Linked DNA regions of Zea mays: region 1 is linked to region 2. The links are chromatin contacts, called in public Hi-C maps. All regions are on one chromosome and are shown on one strand. The core of a region is the stretch at or near the end of the contact, and the rest is flanking DNA. Distances in the headings are between cores, read along the strand shown. Region 1 holds the start of LOC103634889 (DExH-box ATP-dependent RNA helicase DExH10). Region 2 holds the start of LOC103634880 (Enhancer of polycomb-like transcription factor protein).

Region 1 (4,832 bases), core at 1,169-3,668, 190 kb before region 2:
GTTCATGTAAGAATGGGTTGTATCAGTCCCCTAAACTCACATGTCTGAATGCATGCCTCACTTGCATTTCATATATGAAAGATTTACCTGTATATATTCTCCAGAACCAATATAGCGGTTACTATCGCCATCCCATTTTTTGACAGACGTGAAAACAACCGTTTTCGCAGGCATATTAAGACCCATGGCAAACTGAAGCAGAACAATATCAAAATCAAGACTGTTACTCATCAATGGTGCGACTAAGAGTAAGAAATGCAATATTTACATAAAGTGTACAACAATAGTTCTCTTACTTTACCTATTTAAAAACTAAAGAAAAAAATCCATTCAAGAAACTGAACTCTACCTTACACTGCATGTGACGAGATCAAAACAAGTTTAAGAAATAATCAGGATAGAGATCATACTGTCTCGGTAGCAAAGAGAGCTTTCACAAGACCTTCTTGAAAGAGCAATTCCACTAGCTCCTTAATTATTGGAAGTAGTCCAGAATGGTGTACTGCAATACCTCGTTTAAGAAGTGGCAACATCAACTCTATAGCAGGTAAACTTCTGTCTTCCTCCACTAAACAACCAATAGCATTACAGAAAACCTGCTCAATGCATTCCTTTTCTTCTTCAGTGCTGAAGTCAAGTTTTGACATAGACATGGCATGATGCTCACATTCTCTTCTACTAAAGCTGAAAATTATGACTGGTTGAAACTTGCGCTCCATAATCATCTGAAAGTTAACATGCACTCAAAATTAGGCAAGGATATGGGTGCCGCCGTTGCAAATAAGATAACAACTGAAAGACAAATAATATATCGACAACCATGTGAGCAGAAGAATTCAAATAATATTCTAATAAATGAACAGTAAATATTTACTAGTGAGATATCAAATTTAAGGCTCCTTTAACACAGAATACTTTACATTAGAGAGTTTCATGAAAGTATGAACTGGTAAACTCAGAAAGCGCACTAAGCCAAAGAATATATTACATCATTCGCAGAAGAATGCAAGTGTCTGCCTACCTTAACAATTCTGTATATGTCAGAATTCCCAGAGGCGCTTCCACCTTTTGCAATTCGGCCACTCGCTTTAGGTCCACCACCTTTCCTTCCATCCAGTTGATTATTTGGCTTAGCAAAGGAGTCTTGTAGCTTCGCAAAGTTATCTTCTCTAAACTGGCCATTTTCATCTACTACAAGGTAAAGACCAGAACCACCTATTGGAAACATATAGTGCTGCAATGGTGTGGGCCTGAAGTCCGTATACACAACATGACAGGGCTGCTTGTGCAGGCTGCATATCCATTCAGCAAATTCGGTCGCATTCGACATGGTAGCCGAAAGGAAAACCATCTTGATGGCAGGGGGCAAGAAAATGATGCTCTCCTCCCACACGACCCCTCTCTCACGATCCTTCATGTAATGTATCTCATCGAATATAACCCAGGCAACCTCCTTGATCACCTCGGAGCCCCTGTAGAGCATCGCCCTGAGGATCTCTGTCGTCATGACCAGGCATGTGGCGTTCGGATGGAGCGTGACGTCGCCAGTCATCAGCCCGACATCTGTGAACTCCTGACTGAGCTCCCTGTACTTCTGGTTGCTCAGGGCCTTGAGCGGGGAGGTGTAGATGACCCTCTGCTTGTCCCTGAACGCCATGGCAATGGCGTACTCCGCAACGACGGTCTTCCCCGCGGAAGTGTGCGCGGAGACAAGCACGGACTCGTTCCGCTCCAGGCAAGCGATGGATACGCTCTGGAAGGGGTCAAGCTTGAACGGGTACTGCTTGGCCATCTCCCCATTGAAGGCCGGGCTGGCAAGCGTCCCGTGCACCGCCTCGTCCTTAACCGACTCGTACCCATTCGGGACGGCTACCTCGTGGACGCAAGAGCGGGAGATGTTCGGGCGCTTGGCCGCCGGGTCCGCCTGCGACTGCGCCGGCGCCGGCGCGAGGCTCGGCTGCTCTTCCACGCTCGAGTCCGGCGCCTTGCGCTTGCAGTTGCTCTCCGCCTCTTCCCCCATCGGCCCCTGCTCGACCTAAACCTAAGGTACATAGCCCAACAAAACGCGTCACTAGGTCAGATGCGAATACAAGGTTTGGGTGCTTGGTTTCGCAGGGAAGGGAAGGCAAAGGGGTGAGCGTACCTGGCTGTGCTCGTCGCCGGCGAAGAGCCCGAAGAAGACCTGGGCAGCTTGCGTTGGGCGACAGCGGCTGTCGGCTGTCGCCCAGTCGTCTCCACGAGAGAGGCGAGAGGGAGACAGCGCGCGCGACGTGGGGGCGGGGTTGGCGGCGGCCGGCGTGCAACTGTGAATGCAAGCCAAGCCAAGCAGGTCGGAATGCAAGCCAAGCAGGGAAGGCTGGGCTTGCAGGCTGCAGGTAACAGGTCTCCTTTGGATACAGCGAGCACAGTCGGGATACCGGCCCAATCTCCTTTGGATACAGGGAGCCCAGTGGGGCTTGTTCACTTGCGAGAAGATTGAAATGGATCGAAGGGATTAAATCTCCCTCCAATTTAATTTTGACTATAAGATGATTTAGGGCCTGTTTGGTTCACTACCTCAGTTGTCACACTTTACCTAACTTTTCTGCCTAAAGTTAGTTATTCAATTCGAACGACTAACCTTAGGCAACATTTAGCCACAAACCAAACAGACCCTTAATCTTCTCCAACCTCACTGAATCCACTTGTAACCGAAAAAGGCGGAAAAACCCCGTCAATTTGCTGCCCAGATCCACGTCCACGTTATCATCTTTTGATTGATGTTTCTTTTAATACTCTTTTGTTTGGCGTTCTCTTTTGTCTTACCCGATATAAACAGAGAAGCTGCACTTGCCAAAAAAAAACAGAGATGTTACCGAGATGTAGTGAGCAATTACTGGTATTAGAGCCAAACTCCAAGGTTCCAACTCCTGAGATAACCCTAGTTCTAGCCCTTCTTCTAAGGTTAAAATCGCTTCATACTCGGTCCGGCCAATTTAGTGGCATGAGACAGCTAAAAACCGAGCTAATAATGTTTCTTATAAAATTCACACAGACATTCTTAACAAACAAACTACATACAAACGTTTTCTTAAGATTTTCTTCAAAACATTTGCAAATGCGAAGTCAGTGACCATGAATTTATACATATTAATCTCATCTGGTATTTTTTTCTGAATACATAAAGTTGTTAAACCATTTAATCTTCTTTTTTGAGACGGGTCTCAAATAAATCTTTAAACAATTCTAATTTTAGAAGGAAGAATATTTTAGTTGAGGCCACTGTCATATTAAAATAAAAAAAGAGTTAGCAAATTATCTAATAAGAACTCGAGATAATGACAAGATGTTCTCTTTTTTTACATCCCTTAATATAATAGTTTGATATATTGATAGAATAAATAACGAAGTATACCTATATTTTTTTTTGAGATTTTTCACGGCATTTAGTAGTTTAGTTGCACGATGATTACATGAAAAAATTCATTGTACAACGGATTTCCCGTTATATGTGGGTGGACTGGCTGCGCAGCTATACCTCCTCAAGGTTCATTTGGGAAAATGTTTTATAAACTGTTACAGTAGTAGTTTTGTTGTCATTTGTACCATACCTAAAACAGTGGAAATGAAGGAGATGATTGGAACCGGCCAGTTCTTTTTGCTCCTGCTCTGCACGGCAAAAGTGCTCCAGCATTTTGTGTGTGTGTGTGTGTGGAGGGCAATATCAATAATATAAATAGGTCATTTGTAAACAAAACCCAAGCCTCACGAGTACTCCGCTAGCTAGCTCCTACGCCTAGTAAAACCACATGAAGCGTCCGCGCTCGTGATCATTCGTGGCGCAACAACTAGAGCTACACGCGCATCCCTTTGCCGTGTCGCGCACGTACGTGCAGAGACCATGATGGTCGGTGGAGCAACATGCTTGGTCGTCGACAAGTGCACGTCACCACCATCGCCATGTATCTAGTTGCCGCGCGCACCAGCGACGATTTCAAGCATGGATTTCAGGCGGATTTATATATGCAGTTATTAACTTATTACTGGTAAGTACTCGTGCGTTGCAACGGAAACATATAGTAACATAATAACTTATATACAAAATATGTGTTATATTGTTATAAAAAAAATATTTCATAATCCATTTGTAACCATAGCCATACATAAATTTGTTTTTTTAATTTAGCTGTTTCACTACTACATTTCAACTATCAGTATCATGCAGACTTCGATATATACCACAATTTGCATTGTCTCATCATTAGAGAGCATGTGTCAGACCTGCCGGTAAAAGTTCCCTCGTACATTGTGAGCCATCAGGTACGCACCGCCATACACATTTGCTTAAACAAAAAAGCAAGTGTATGTGTTTGCGAAGAGAATTAAAGGCAGGCTGGCACAAAAGCTACCCCGACGATGGCGAGTGATCATTGCTGTCGGACGCGCACGACATGGCGAGTACCGATGACTCTTGGCTGGGCTGCCAAACGAAGTGCACCCTGGGCTCATCAGCGAGGTAGTACACCTAGCCGTTGCACCACCGGATGTGTTACTCCTCTACATAAATCTTGTTTGAGGACACTCACACGACATCAGCAACGGCCGTCGTCCCAGCGCACAAGAATTCATGGCCGATCAGTAGTGACTTACGTGGGAGGTTGAGCTTCAGGTGGATGATGAGCTGGACGGTGTGACAGCGCCGTTGTCGGATGCGGTGCCCATAACAACCCGATAGTCGCCGGCGTTGGCGACGACCATGAGGTCCCCCTATTTAAAGATGGACAGCACGGTGCAGCCACTCTGGACCGCGTCCAAGCGGTGGCTGCGCCAGAGCTTGTCGAACACAGCGACGC
Region 2 (4,757 bases), core at 1,416-3,915:
TAGCTTCCTTGGTAGTTCTCTGCCTAGAACACTGCTTGAAGCTTCCAGCAAGTAAACAGAGAAGTGATACTGCCGATATCAAGCATGTGTCGAGAAGAAAATGTTTCAAGCCTAAAGCATTATCAAAAAGTATGTCCAGATGTACAACAGGCCATAAAGCAACCATTGTACCACAATGGAGAAAGAAGGTATTGGAAAACGAAACACAACAGGCTTCACAAAGCAACTTGTAAACAGGTTTCAGTGGGAGGCTCAATGCAGGTATGACATATGTGACTGAAGCACCAGTTGCAGAACTAGATTCCATACCAGGACATGCAGCAAGAACCATAGCAAATCTTGCTCTTATCTGACAATTAGAATGCTGTTCGGAAATGCTAAGAAAACCATTCGTTTTTCTGCAAAACCGTTTCCTAGAATAAACAAAGCGAAACCTCCTGTCCTCAGGTGTGGTTCTATCCTTGAGAACTTTTGCACTCCCATTTCCAAATGAATCACATGGTATATAATCATTAGACTCCTTAGCATCAGAACCACGGCACTGCTTTTGGTCAAATGAAATTGGAACAATATTGGAATGACTGTGATCTTGCTTGCTGATGTTACAAAGTGCAGCAGATTTTGCTTGGTTTGATCGAGCTAACCATGAGCCAATGGGACCTGACTCAGAACTTTCTGTATTGCCTTCGCTTCCATCCATGTCTTCTCTGTCACCCTGTTCATGCTTCAGGTCAAACACTGACCTTGAGTTGGTGCATTTAGATCTATTGCGAGCTTCCGCTGGTAAGAACAGGAGTTTAATCCTCTCATTTTGAAGATTGATCCATTCTTCATCTTTATCATCATACCTGACATGATGTAACCTTGTGTCCGGATTATATTCCTTGACCAAGCCAAAGTACCAAGTCTCATCAAGAGGCCAAAAAACTCTGATCCTCTCTTTTACAATGCAAAATGGATCCACGTCGCTAGGGCTAACTTCATAAAAATGCCGACGCGGACGACGCTTCCTGAATGGAACTTTACCATCACGCTTCCGCAGCAATCTAGCAGGACTAGGTACATCCTTGATTTTTTTGTTTGAACTCTTAAAATGATTTGAATGCTGAGGAATACATCTCTTTGATGACGTATCAGATGATTTCATTCCCTTCCTTGGTGATCCAGCACATATGTTATCTGATAAAGAACAAAGCATCATAGCAGCATTTTCTTCCAGACTAACACCATCATCATCTTTGACATGGTCACACCCACCCTTGTCAACATGAACAGCTTTTGGGGCTTCACCTGAAAGATGTGACAGCTTTTCAGCTGAGAACTCAGTTTCAGAACAGAACTTGGAGCCGGTATCCTGATCACAAGTACCATTCTCAGTTCTCAAGCAACTGACAGGTTCATCACCACCAATTCTATTCTGCTCGAACACAGTTGATTTCCCCTTCTTGTTCCGCCTCAGGAGTTGGGAAGACCTAGGAACTCCATTAGCTTGTGGAATATTATGACCACCAGTCCAACTCTCAGTACTGACATTCTGATCCCGCTTCCTTAACCTCAAGACGCCACGAGGCTGCCTGATCACTGTAACTCCAGCTGAAGTAACTGAATGTTCAGAGTGTTCATTCTTACTTCTCAACAATGAGATCTGGTGACGGTCATCCAGACTATCTAAACTCCATGTGGAATCACCTGAGCTGGAACTTGGCATCCCTGGTTCATTGAGTTCCATTTGATTAGAACCCAAGATGCCGTGCTTCCTCTTATTCCCTGCAGATGAACTGCTCGAAGGAGCCTCCTTTCCACCCCCATTAGACAAGGCAGGGCCATGTCTTGCTCCAACAGATTCCCTCTCAGACAAAGTCTCCTCGCCATCTAAACCCACCACTGATTCGGTAGCATCTGTTGCAGTGGGTTTATCACCGCCACTGGATTCCATTCACGAGCCCACAGGTCAAGAGAACAGATTTCTGCAGAATTTCACCTCCCATCATACATAGAGTCCCGACCCCAGATCAGGAGCGGAAGCGTGGAGCATACGGATTCAGTTGAATCAAGTTAACAGAAACAATTTCAATCATCCTCTCATCAGCAATCCTACACCATCAGTTCATACACAATCGCCACAACAGTCCATTTGTTATCGAAACATTAAACAAATTGCAGATCTGTGCACTGAAAAAAAATGTTTTACCTTGAAGCCCTGGAGGCGTCAAGCGTCGGTGGCGGACCAGAGTGGGCGACAAGCCTCCTTGTGCCGGTGGCGTCAGCAGGGGCGACCGCGGCAAAGCGCTTAGTGTCTCACAGACGGATCGGGGAAAAAAGATGAGAGAGTCGCCGAGCGGCGAGAAGGTCCGAGCCACGGATCGGCCCCAAATTGAGCAGAGGAATCGAATCCGAGGACGGGGGAGCGCCGATCTGTGCCAAAAGCCCCTTGCCTGGGCGATCCAATGCGGGCGAATTAGGATTTCGTCGGTGCCACGGGAACCTAGGGTTTGCTCTTCTCGAGCTTTTTTTCCTCTTTTTTCCGTGGCTTGTTTTCCGTTTTGTTTGTTTGCCGGTTAAGAGCGGGGAATGGTGGGGTACAGCCAACTAACTGGCGAGGAGAGTGAGGAAGTGAAGGGTACGGGAGGAGCGGGAAACCGCACCGTCCGATCTCGATTGGACGGAGATGATAAGAGGTCACCGCTTCCAGGGTTTTGGCGGGCTTGGAGGCGCGTCTAGTGAGTGAGCGAAGCAAACTGGTTCTTTTCTTGATTTTTTTTTCAATTTTTAGTACGACGTCTGTTTGTCCGATTGCCTCGATAAGTTAGAGGCATGTTTTCCTGCCTAATTTATGTTATTTTACATAATTTTTCTGTCTAAAGTTATTTTTTTTAATTTAAACGACTAATTTTATATAAAATATGGCGTATTTAGACACGAACCAAATGTACTCTATCTTCGAACTGTTAAATCATTAATAATAAAGTTAAATAATATTATATCCGGCTATAGCAGCTGAAATGTAACAGCTATATATATTTTCAGAGATTTAAACCTTACTTACAACGTAAAATATAATAACTTGTTGAATGGTCACTTGTACGATTTATAGCTCGAAGATTCAACGATCATTTTATGTTCCAATGCGTCTTAAAATTAAATTTTTGGATATTTGATTAGAATTATAATTTGTTCAGACTATATTCTAATAAATTTAGAACTAACACTTGAAATGGAAATGTGCTCTTGGACCATTTTCTAGCATATTTTGGTGATTAAGTGCACAACACATATTAAAGTGAGTAATTATGTGCCAAATGATGAAGGAAGTGCAAATCAACAAGAAGATATGATTCTAGACTTAGTACATTGGTTTTTGTGTACTAATATATTTGTCTAAGTGGTTGAATCAGGAAAAGAAAGGGATTGGAAAGAGTTGGCTGTGTACAGCCAACTGCTGCTCAGTCTGGGTGCACCGGACAGTGTCCGGTGGTGCACCGAACAGTGTCCGGTGCGCCAGGCTGGCTCTGCCGAACTGGCCACTCTCGAGAATTCGTCGGCGGCGTACGACTATAATTCACAAGACTGTCCGGTGGTGCACCGGACTGTTCGGTGAGCCAACGGCCGCCAGCGCAACGGTCGGCCGCGCAATCCGCGCGCGACGCGTGGCCCCAGCCAACGATCGGCTGGGGGCACCGGACTGTCCGGTGTGCACCGGACAGTGTCCGGTACGCCAACGACTACAATTCTGCAACGGTCGGCTGTGCCATTTTAGGAAGGAGATTCTGCAACAGTGAATGTCCGGTGGTGCACCGGACTGTCTGGTGCGCCACACGACAGAAGGCAAGAATTGCCTTCCAAGAATGCCTCTAACGGCTCCTAGCTGCATTGGGGCTATAAAAGGGACCCCTAGGCGCATGGAGGAGAAACACAAGCATACTTTGAGCATTCTAATCTTCCACACTCCGTCTTCGCGCACTTGATTGACATTCTTAGCGATTTGAGCTCTGTTCTAGTGGTGAACTTGTTGCGATTCATTCGAGCTCAAGTCTTGGCTGTGTGAGTGCGTATTGCTGCGGATTTGTGTGTGTTGCTTCCCTCCCTTACTCTAGTGCTTTCACTTTGATCTTTGTTGTAAGGACGAGAGACTCCAAGTTGTGGAGATTCCTCGCAAACGGGAAAGAGTATAAGAAAGAAAACAACCATGGTATTCAAGTGGATCATTGGATAATTTGAAAGGGGTTGAGTGCAACCCTCGTCCATTGGGACGCCACAACGTGGAGTAGGCAAGTGTTATACTTGGCCGAACCACGGGATAAATCATCGTGTCTCTTGTGCTTGTTTTCTTTGTGACTATTGTGTTTCACAAGAGTTCGGTTCTTAGCCACTTGATTCTATTGTGCTAACACTTGATCAAGTTTTGTGGTTATAAGTTTTAAGTTTTTACAGGATCACCTATTCACACCCCCCTCTAGGTGCTCTCAATTGGTATCAGAGTCGTTCTCTTCACGAAAGGGACTAATCGCCCGAAGAGATGGATCCTAAGGGAAAGGGGATGGTGGTCAACGATAAGGGGAAGGAATCCGTCTTCAACGAGCCAAGAGACGACAAGCCCACTGACTCTGGCTCAAGTCACAAGAAGAAGGACGGGAAGAAGAAGAGGCACATCAAGAAGATAGTATACTACGACAGTGACGAATCTTCCTCTTCCCAAAGAGACGACGACGATGAGAAAAAGAAAACAGTTAACTCAAACTTTTCTTTTGACTATTCTC

What was found. A called contact is a pair of places that touch in the nucleus more often than the background predicts.
Region 1: a Hi-C map of ear shows a contact between it and region 2, with 2.7 times the contacts expected there. The contact joins the promoter of LOC103634889 here to the promoter of LOC103634880 in region 2. A contact is called at or near these places in 5 of 25 Hi-C or Micro-C datasets (bundle sheath, ear, leaf and 1 more).

What each region holds. Positions count from the first base shown.
Region 1 is chr8:19,584,537-19,589,368 of Zm-B73-REFERENCE-NAM-5.0, reverse strand. LOC103634889 (DExH-box ATP-dependent RNA helicase DExH10) reads right to left here and starts at 2,418. Exons shown (of 17, transcript XM_008657468.3): 1 at 2,144-2,418; 2 at 1,022-2,041; 3 at 411-725; 4 at 88-192. The coding sequence starts at 2,020.
Region 2 is chr8:19,395,450-19,400,206 of Zm-B73-REFERENCE-NAM-5.0, reverse strand. LOC103634880 (Enhancer of polycomb-like transcription factor protein) reads right to left here and starts at 2,665. Exons shown (of 5, transcript XM_008657462.2): 1 at 2,192-2,665; 2 at 1-2,094. The coding sequence starts at 1,936.